Regions from separate parts of the Rattus norvegicus genome. Here regions 1 and 2 are each linked to region 3. The links are chromatin contacts, called in public Hi-C and HiChIP or PLAC-seq maps. All regions are on one chromosome and are shown on one strand. Each heading gives the region's core, a stretch centred on a gene start, on an enhancer-like site or on the middle of the called end of the contact. The rest is flanking DNA. Distances are from core to core; before and after follow the strand shown.

What was found. A called contact is a pair of places that touch in the nucleus more often than the background predicts. HiChIP or PLAC-seq counts read pairs in DNA pulled down with a chosen protein or histone mark.
Region 1: an H3K27ac HiChIP or PLAC-seq map of oligodendrocytes shows a contact between it and region 3, with 4 times the contacts expected there. The contact joins the promoter of Pdss2 here to the promoter of Bend3 in region 3. A contact is called at or near these places in 2 of 12 Hi-C or Micro-C datasets (kidney and psoas muscle) and 1 of 1 datasets of contacts at active chromatin or transcription factors (oligodendrocytes).
Region 2: a contact with region 3 is called in a Hi-C map of Schwann cells, with 4 times the contacts expected there. The contact joins the enhancer-like site here to the promoter of Bend3 in region 3. A contact is called at or near these places in 2 of 12 Hi-C or Micro-C datasets (Schwann cells and psoas muscle).

Annotation. Positions count from the first base shown.
Region 1 is chr20:48,290,580-48,293,852 of GRCr8, reverse strand. It overlaps Pdss2 (decaprenyl diphosphate synthase subunit 2), which reads right to left and starts at 1,990. Exons shown (of 8, transcript NM_001014249.1): 1 at 1,466-1,990. The coding sequence starts at 1,764.
Region 2 is chr20:48,049,996-48,053,462 of GRCr8, reverse strand. No RefSeq gene overlaps it. Among named protein-coding and RNA genes, the nearest start is that of Scml4, 120 kb to the right of the region's middle. Within about 2 kb of position 2,167, at least 7 of the 93 cell types and tissues checked have an H3K27ac peak or open chromatin away from gene starts, as enhancers often do.
Region 3 is chr20:48,560,709-48,563,842 of GRCr8, reverse strand. It overlaps Bend3 (BEN domain containing 3), which reads right to left and starts at 1,460. Exons shown (of 4, transcript XM_039099149.2): 1 at 1,322-1,460.

The DNA.
Region 1 (3,273 bases), core at 741-3,240, 270 kb after region 3:
CTTATTTATTAGTACTTGTAATCTAAACTCAGGCCCTCAAGCTTGCACAATAGGCAATTTAACGACTGAGATATCTCTTCCGCTCCATCAAACAGGATTTTATGGTTATGTATGTATCACAATTTCATCAATCATTGACCACGAAACAACGTTTGGGACGGTCAGGTTGGGGCCATCCCAAGTACCCATTCTGAATATCACCCTCTTAATTATCAACACTTTGCTGTCAAGACTTTGACGAATTTACAGCCGACTTCCAACATTATAAACATGCCTGCTTAGGTTCTGATTCTTTTTATTTCTTTAGGATAAATGCTTATGAGTATGATGACGAGATGTGTAATTTAATCTCATGAGGAATTTCCGTTCTCCAGATTGGCCACGCTGATTTACAGCCACACCAAACCTAGTTTTCTACTTCTTCACCAGGATGTCCTACTGTAAGCCTGCATTTCATTCCTCCCATAACTTTGTGACAGATCTCATAGCAATGCTAATCAGCATCTCTCCAGGGCTGATGGTTTTGACACTCAGAAGCCCACCTGCCGTCTTTTTGTTCAACTTTTTTTTTCTTTTTCACTGTTAGAGTTTGAGACAGAGTTTCTTGCTTAACCCCGATTTTGCTGGTTTAGCCGGACTAACTGTCCAGCAACCTACAGGTATCTCCAGTTTCTACCTCCGTGCTGGGATTACAAATCGCTAGCCTTTGTACAGGGTTGCTAGGGGTCAAAATCAGGGTGTAATACTTGTTCAACAAGTATGTTACTGGCAAAGACATCTCCCCTAATCCTCTTTGGACTATTTTTATTCTAGTAACTTTTCTGTGTGCTTGAAAGAAACCACAAAGCATGGGGTATGAGGGTTTTTTTTTTTTTTTTTTTAAAACCTTAATGGCATGTTTAGCACTAGTCTGGCTAAAGTGCTAAAAGCCTCAGAGGATACTGACTTCGACCTGGATAGTCCAATACTTGGATATCTGTTAAAGCTGTCTATTCTGTCTGTCTCTCTTGCCTTAATCTTTCTGTACGTGAACAATTTAACTTGCTCTGTAGACCAGGCTAGCCTCGAACTCTGAGACTCTGTGCCTTTGCCTCCCAAGTGCTAGGATTAAAGGCATGTGCCACCACTGCCAGGCTCTATCTATTCTATTTTTAAAATACCACTTATTGAATGTGACTAAGTAAGTATACATCTCTGATATCCTGACAAACCATGAAGCATCTGGATCTCTAGTATTTAAGCGAAACTGTAAAACACATTCGAGTTTTTCTTTTAAGAAAACCATTTATCCACTAAGCTGAGCCAAGCAGAAGAATTTTAAAGGGACACCAACGAATGTCTTCAAAGATCAAACGAAAGGACGGATAAAAGAACTGGCCAGACCCAGAGTTAGCATGAGTGTCCTAACCAGAATAACTTTTAAAAAAAAAGGCGAATAGGGTCAGTGGGAGAGGGGGTCGCTCACCTGGCAGTGGTAAGCAGTGGGTGCTGAGTCCCCACCAGCTTCCGCACCTGCATAGCGACGTTGCTGAGCTCGTCGCTCAGCAGGCAGCGGAGGCTCATGAAGGATGCGGGGTAACCCACGATCTTCTCTGCCTCTGACACCACCTGGTTCCAATGGGCTGGAGACCTGGAGGACCGACCACGCCAGGAGCCTACCGAGGAGATGGTGTCGAGAGATCTGAAGTACCACCAGTGGCGATTTGGGGGACCAGAAGCCCCGAGATAACCGGACAAGCGCAACAGCAGCTGCCGGAGGCTCATAGTTTAAGTCTGAGAGGGTCAGGGACCTGAGAAAGGTGTCCAGAAATGACACAAGAAACAAACAAGGGCTGAGGAGAAACTTTTAGAATCTAAAAGGAAACGGTAATTCCAAACCCTCAGAGAAGTGTGGCTTTCTAGAGCCGTAGCCAGGAGTAAAGTTTGCTGCTTCTGCAGCGCAGACTGGCATATCCCTAGTGGCTGCTCAGAACTACACTGGCCACCTACGGTAGACACCACAGCCAGTGCCTACATGGGGGACGCCATATTGGAGGCATGAAATGCGGCCTGCCGTAAAGATAGGGGCGGGCTGATAAGCGGCAAAGTGTGTTCTTTACTTTACGGCACAGCTGGGCCCTCCCCCAAAGGGGCGGGGCCTTGGCGATGACCAGAAGGCGAGGGAAGGGATGGCAGCTTCTGTCCTTGGACTAATGTGTCCGCCCTTCGGCATCCCTTTAGCCCCTGATCAAGGCGGACTCGGGGTCTCTGCAGCGTTTCCCCCGGCCCAGCCAGAGTGAAGCTTATGTAAATAAATATCCATGTCGTGAGTCAGCAGTGAGATCGCAGCCGTGGTGCAGGATGGTTGGGAATCCCTTTTCTTCTGTGCGCCTTAAGTCCTCGGTGGGGGCCGCGGACGCGGGAGGGCGGCCCGTCTAGCTGGGCGATGATGTCTCTGCTACGGCCCCCGCAGAACTGGAACGCAAGTCTATATCGGTGGGTCTGAGCCCAGCTTCCCTCGGCTCCCTGGCCAAAGTGCCAGGGTTTCTCTGACAAATCCTTTTGCATAAGGATGCTGTGAGAATGGGATAAGACGTCGCTTGCTCCTTCTCCTTTCTTGGCACCAGGATTGAAAATTCACTGGCATGAGTGCATTTCACATATTAGCCCACCTAACCTTTTGCTGCATTTTTAAAGATAATAGTATTCCCTGGATTTTGGGGGGGGGGGGGGACTGAGACACAGCCAAACTGTTAAGTTGCTATGGTCACATTAAGCAAGACTGTGAAGCCAGAGAATCTGGTATCTTTTTTTTTTTTTCTCCTCTTCTTTGGAATCTAGGGATAGAGGCCAGGCCTCATGCAGTAGCGCTAGGCTAGTGCTCTACTTCGGAGCCACATACCCGACCTAACAGTCTGGTTTTTTGAATACATACCCTTAACCACAACATTAAGTAATATGCTACCAAAAATTCTCTCTCCTCGTTGCTAAAATAAAATTGTCAACGTGACAATGCTTTCAGTGCTGGATGGAACTTTTTTTCTAGGCCATGGTGGCCTGAGACTTTCTGTGTAGCAAACTGACCTGGAACTTCTTGACCTCATCCACCTCTCAAGTCCTGGGACTGCAGATGGGGGCTGCTCTGCCCTTCGGGTGCTACCTACTCAAGCACGTCTAGCTTCTTGCCCTTTCTGATTAGACGGGACAAGTGTTGAAGTCCTTGTTAATCATAAAAAATATTACAAACCCTTAAATTCAGTCCACTGGGGAGAAAAAAGTAACATTGAGATGAGT
Region 2 (3,467 bases), core at 918-3,417, 510 kb after region 3:
AGCTGTATTCAGTGAATGTAGGGGTGCAGGAGGTCGGGTGGTGCCTGGCAAACAGTGCCTGGTGAAAAGTGTGGTTCTGACGTAATGTCAGATAACATAATGTTAAATGTTAATAGATAAAAGGAAACGTTCAACTGGCCCTCTGTATGGTCAAATACATAGACATGTTTACATAAACGTATTATATAAAGGCTGCCATTTTACCGGATGTATATCACTCGTGTTTAGAAATACTATTAAAATACCGACACTCTTTGTTATACATTCCACAGAGCCCATTCAACTCTCCCTGAAGCAGCTTGCTGGTTTTTGCTGAGCTCTTGGAACCGTGCCTGGCTGAAAACGGTGATTGAGTATGGCTGGGACGTAAATGTTGAGTAATGTCTCCTTAAATGTTAATGTATCAGTTAAAAGGAAACCTTGAAGACACAGGTTGGAACTTGACACATTCATCAGTGACACGAGTGACTTCTCAATCAGGCCATGGTTTTCAAATGCTGGCAGCATAGTTCCTGAAACATCTGGGCTACTCACAATACAGCACCATGGGTGAGACGCACCTTTCGTGTTATGTATACAGGCAGTTTTGCTTGCTCTGTGTCTGTGTACCACATACACGCAGTGCCCAGAGCAGCCAGAAGAGGGCACCAGATACCCTGGACTGGGGTTGAGAGGCTCCACAGGGCTCTGAGAATTCAAACCGGGATCTTCCTGAAGAGCGACAGATGCTCTGAATAGCTGTACCGTCTTGTCCAGATACAGTACACTTTTAAGTTTTACTCCTATTAAAATTCCCTTTAATAATTCACTTTAGTCATGATGAGTATCCGCCATGTTGGATTTCAGGCTATCTGAGGTCACTGGGCTTTGTTACTAGTTCTTGTGCAGTGGTATGCCATTGTGTAATATTCAGATATAATAAAAGACCATGGATGCTAATACAATGTAGGGAAAGAACTGAAACATAATATGTGTGTAGTGTTTATCACTTTCCTTTTATTTTTCCTTTCATTTGGGGGTGTTTGTGTGCATGTGTGTGCATGTGTGCTCGCACACAAGCCAGAGTGTACGTGTAAAAGCCAGAGGTCAACGTGGATGAGCCAGTTTGCTCCTTTGACCTTTGTTTGGATTGAGCTTCGGTCACCAGGTTCGAATGACAAAGTACCTTGACCTGCTGAGCCAATCTTGCTGGCCCTTACTTTCCTTTTTTATTATAATTATTTAAATCCTATTGCTGCTGTTGTTTTGAGACTGTAGTTGTTTTTGCAATTTTTTTTTATTTTATGTATGCTAGTTCAACGTCCCCCACACCAGAAGAGGACGTCGGATCCCATTACAGATGGTTGTGAGCCACCATGTGGTTGCTAGGAATTGAACCTCTGGAAGAGCAGCCCATACTCTTAACCACTGAGCCATCTCTCCAGCCCCATACTGTGGCTGTTTTGAGTCTTCCTGTATAGACCAGGCTGACCTTAAGCTTAGAGACCACTGAGCGAGCCTCTCTAGTGCTGGGAACACAGACATCCACCACCCTACCTGGCTTTTTGTATCTACTCAATTGTTGTCGTTTTTGTTTCTGAGAAAGGGTTTCTCTAATATCTAGCTCTGGCTATCCTGGAATTCGATATGTAGGCCAGGCTGGCCTCGAACTCACAGAACACCACCCTGCCCAGCTATTTATTAAATTTACTTATTTGAGACAGGATCTCTCTGCATAGACCTAGCTGTCCTGGAACTCGCTATGCTGCCAGTCGGGGCTGCACACAAAACGGGACTTAGTAAACTCTTAACTAACAAAAGGAGAAGCAAAGAAACAGTTTCAAGAAAACAGAAAGGAAAAAGAGACAGAAATAAGAAGGAAAGATAATGTTTCTTTTTTAAAGTCTTTTATTAAGGAAGTAATTTTCTGACACAAAACTCCGGGTCAGCTTTTGTCAGTGCTCCCTGCCCTGTGGCTTCCAGATCCCTCCCCGTGGGCCTGCTGTGGTGCGTGCCCAGGAACCCCTTGGGCGTTCCCTGTCTGAGGACCTGACCTCTTGCTTCTTTGGAAGGACAGGATGAGATTACCAGAGCTTTGGATCCATTTTTGGATCAAATGAAAACCGCAGGCTAGTCCTCAGAGTAGCCTTCTCCTCTTACACAGCTGGCTGGGCTGTAGGGGCGGGGCTCCGCCTTCCCTGGGACCAAGGCATGGTCACGAGGTGGGCAAGGCTCCTCCATCCTCACTACCCTCTCCACACTTCCGTTTATTTTGTGTCCATTGTAAGCAGTGCTTCAGGCTCCCTCAGGGCAAAGATCTCCGACCGGAGAACCACACAACAGGTTCCAGTTAGACCCTCTGCCACTTTGTTTTGCGACTGTTCTGGCGGGTGGAAGTACACATCACCGTGCCTCAGACCACCAACGATAATCTGCACCCTTTAATAAAACCATGTGCTCACGATTCAAGTATGTTTGCAGACCACACTGTAAGAAATCTAGAATGTTCGTTTGCTGGGTGGGAAGGTGCTTCTGGACTCCTGGCTCTAACGGGAGCGATCATGATGCTTTCCCATAGATCACCCTGAACTCTTACAAGCCTAATTAATTAAACTAATTACAGCCATGTTGGTGATCCCCACTAGGAATATTAAAGGTACCTTGAGCTGAAATTCTTGCGCGCCACATTTTAAAACGGCAAGGCACCGCCTGAACTGAGCAGAACCCTCTGTATTCAGACATCAGTCACCCCTTTCCTTGCTGCCATCAAACGAGTCCCTGGGTGACTTCTGCCTTTAAAGTGTCATTTACCTTAATGGTATTCACAGAAGGCCTCTTGCCACATAACCTATGTCCTGAAGGGTGTGCTGACTTCTTTCCCAAGCCCATTCGCATCCTATGACTGCAGAAGCAGTGTCCCCAAGTAGACCGACCTTTAAGTGTCTAGCTCAGACGACATGTATGGGTAAATCTTTATTTCAGATGACCATCCTTTGGAGAAGGCTATATATGTGTGAGCCTCTCCTTTGGACAGCAGGTGCCACCTAGAGGGCGTGTGACTGCTGCCCTGGCTTGGCAGGAGCTGGGTAGCTCCAACCCAGAGGAAATTCAGCAAAGCCCACAGGAATTTGGGGTGGGGTCAGCAGCTGTCACCAATCCTAGCCCTGTGGATTCAGCTGCAGGTTTTGTAAGGGGATCCTGGAAGAGGTTGGGGGTGTGGGGTGTGTCTGGCGATTCCTAAGAGTTTGGCCCTCGACTTGATACGAACTAGGAAATGCACAGGACTCTATTTCTCCACCACAAGATGTCAGCAGTGGGCTGGCCAGGAGGTAGCTCAATGCCTGCGGGGGGGGGGGGGTGCGGGGGGGTGCGGTGGCGGGGGAGGGTCACTGTCTGACCTTCAAATTCCTGGCTTGGGGAGACTTCTCTTCTTATTAGTGGGGACGTGGTGATTTAATTAAGTTGCAGAAAGACTCTCCCTTGCTCCT
Region 3 (3,134 bases), core at 211-2,710:
GCTGGAGAGATGGCTCAGCGTTTTAGAGCACTTGTTGCTCCTTCAGAGGTCGTGGGTTGGGTTCGCAGCACCCACGTGGCTTTAAGTCCAATGTCCTCCTCTGACCTCCCAGAACACTAGGCATGGATACGGTGCATGTATAACAAGCAATCAAAACACATACACGGAAAATAAAACTTAAAAAAACAAAACAAAACTCAGACACCTATAAATTAAAAGTGAATAGTCACAAAAAGAAAAACCGCAGGCATGGAACCGGAAAAGAGAAAAAATTAAAACCTCTATCTTGGACATTACAAGCTTTCGACACGTTCTCCACTCGCCTGGGTTTTCTGCCGTCTTTAGATTCCTGGTACCGTCCCCTCTACCCCGTGACGCGTTATTTGTAGGGAAACATTCAAAAGTTACTTTTAAAAGGAAGTTCTCTGCCTCCTAAAAGTGATCCCTAATTCAGAGCATCTCTGGTTGGCCTCCACCGACAAAACACTCCCAAGTGGGCCACCTGAGTGATCAAACTTCTACTCCAGTAAAAACTTAAGAAAAATAGAACTCAGATGAGCCGGTCCCGGCACACAAGGCCCTCACAACTCCGCACGGCACAGCCCCAGCCCCAGCCCGAGCCAAGTATGCGTGGGAAATCACGTCGATCACAGCGGGCACAAGTCACGAGGGGCGGCGAGCTCTCCGGGCCGCCTCCACCGCCGGCCAGGAAGGCCTCGCTCTCGCCGGGGTGCACACCCAGAGCGCCGCGCTGGGCCCGCCTCCAGCAGGGCAGCGGGAACCACGGAGCGCCGTGGAACGGCCCGGGAGGGCGCCGCGCCCCCTGGCGGCGGGGTTCGCCCCACCCGCTCCCGGCCGCCGGCGGCCTCGCTCCCTCCCCAGCCTCCCCGGGGCAGCGTCCCTCCGAGCGGCGGCTCTGGGGCCTCCGGCTCCCCGCCTCTCTGCTCCCTGACACCCCTCCATCCCCGCCACAGGCCGGTCTAGCGCGAGCGACCCGGCGCCGCGCAGCTGCTCCCCGGCGGCCCTCGGCTGCTCCATCGCCGGCCAGCCGGGGGTGGAGAGCCGGCGCGCGGCGCGAGTGGGGCCGGCCTGGCGGCGGCGGCGCGGACCGTTCCACCGTGCGTCCTCCCCTCCCTCCTCCTCCTCCCCGGCCGCGGCGCGCGTGCTCCCGGAACGCCATGGAGTCGCGGCGTTCCGAGCGGGCACAAAGGGGCGCGCGGCACAATGGGGCGCGACGAGCCCGTGGGCGCCCGCTCCCCCTCCAGCCCGCACGGAGGCGGCGAGCCGCTCGCGGGCGGCCCCCGCCGGGGCCCGCACTCACCTGGGACGAGAGTTGCTACTTTGCGGAGCGGGGCCCGCGCCGAGTTCGGGCGCCACGTGCGGGGGGCGGGCGCGCGGGCCGCAGTGGGGGCCGAGCGCGCAGGGCCTGGCCGGGGCGGCCCCGCCGACTGGCTGGGGGCGGCGGGCGGGCGGGCGCCGTGTATTTTCCCCTCTCTTTGTGTGTGTCCGTGCGCTGCGCTCTCGCGTGACGTGACGGGACTCCGTGTGTCATTTCCGCACAAGGACACAGGAGCCCCCGCTGCAGTGGAACCTCAAGCCCTCCGCCCCCACCGCGCCGCCCCTCCCCCTCAGCGGGGCACACGCGGGACCGGCGGCGGCGGCGGCGGCGCTCGGGCGTGAGCGACCGCGGCGGGGAGCTGGGGCGCGCTGCGGGGCGGGCGCGCTCGGCCTGCACAGCGGCTCCACGTGGGCCCGCGCCGGCTGCCGGCCGATCAGGGCGGCTCGCACCCACGAGAAAGCGCCCCGCGGCATTCTCCGCTACGTGCTCTCCCGGTTAGAGCGTGGCCTCAGTGCCTCTTTCTCTACTTTTCTCTCTCACCCCAGGGGGAGGGGGGTGAGGCGACGCGGCGTGTCTTTTCCGCCCGCGCCCCCCCGCTTTTGGGACGCTCGGCGGTGGCGCTGCACCCTCGCGCGGACCTTCCCGCGCCACGCCGGGCACAAAGACTTCAGGGTGCGTTCCCCCCCTCCAGATCCGCATGGATTCGCGGGTGGGGCACGCTGCAGCGACCCCGGCTCTGGGGGCTCCCTGGCCACTCCCCCGGCAGGGTGGCCGCCCTCTCCGGTAAAGCCTGAGCTCCGAGAGCCCAAGTTTTGCCGCTTGAGGCTGCAGAGCGAAACACGCGCTCGGGGACCCTCACGCCACCAACTCAGACCCACAGGGGCTCAGCGCGGAAAACAGGGAAACTCCAGTCGCGGACTTAGTTGAGAGCGACTGTCTCCTAGCCTCCCAGGCTGCAGAATCCGAGTTGAGAAATTAGAAACCTACCCCTCGCAGTTCCCCAACTTTCGGGGATTTGGGGGTGGGGGCGGGGGAGAGAAAAGCCCAAGTCAACATTTAAGCCGCGTGCGTGGTTTTTAGTAAACAATGAGGACGTAAGAAAAAATTCTTTTAATCCTTTAATTTACCGGTGGAAAAAAATATAAAAAGAAAAATGCAAATGATCCCATCTGCTGCCTACAGCTGACTGGCTGCGAGAGAGGACCATGTGGCCCGGCCCGGCGCGGTCAGTGAATACGTAGAATAGATTTTAAAAGGACGCACATGCTGGCTCCTAGCTGCCGGGTCGCGGCCGAGGGTTGGAATTAACGTGTAGTCAGGGATTACTGTGTCTCCACGCAAATTGGGAATTTAATCATTACCCAAGCTCCTCCCCTTCTGGTTTGAAATACTAATGGCACGGAGTTGGGTGATCGAAAACCTCGCAGGAACAGTGAAACGTTCTGGAGTGTTGTTTGCGTTGCGGACTTGGAGAAGTCCGTACTAATTGCTATGCAAAATTAGTTGGCAGCTTGGCGAAAGAAGCCCAGCATCCTGGGGGTGCTTTTATGGGAGAATCTATACGTGCTCAGTGTCATTCAAAACAGGATGATGAAAAGAATGGGCCCGAGATAGCGGCCCTTCAAATTCAAAAGCCTTGGGCCGCCCTATCTACATTTAAAATAGGGAGGAGGGAGGGAGGGAGGGAGAATGGTTAATTTATACATTCCCCGGAGACAAAGTGGAAGCACTTGGATTTCTTTAGGGAACTTGACTTTTGCACTTGTGCATTAAATAACACGCACAGTACAGCACT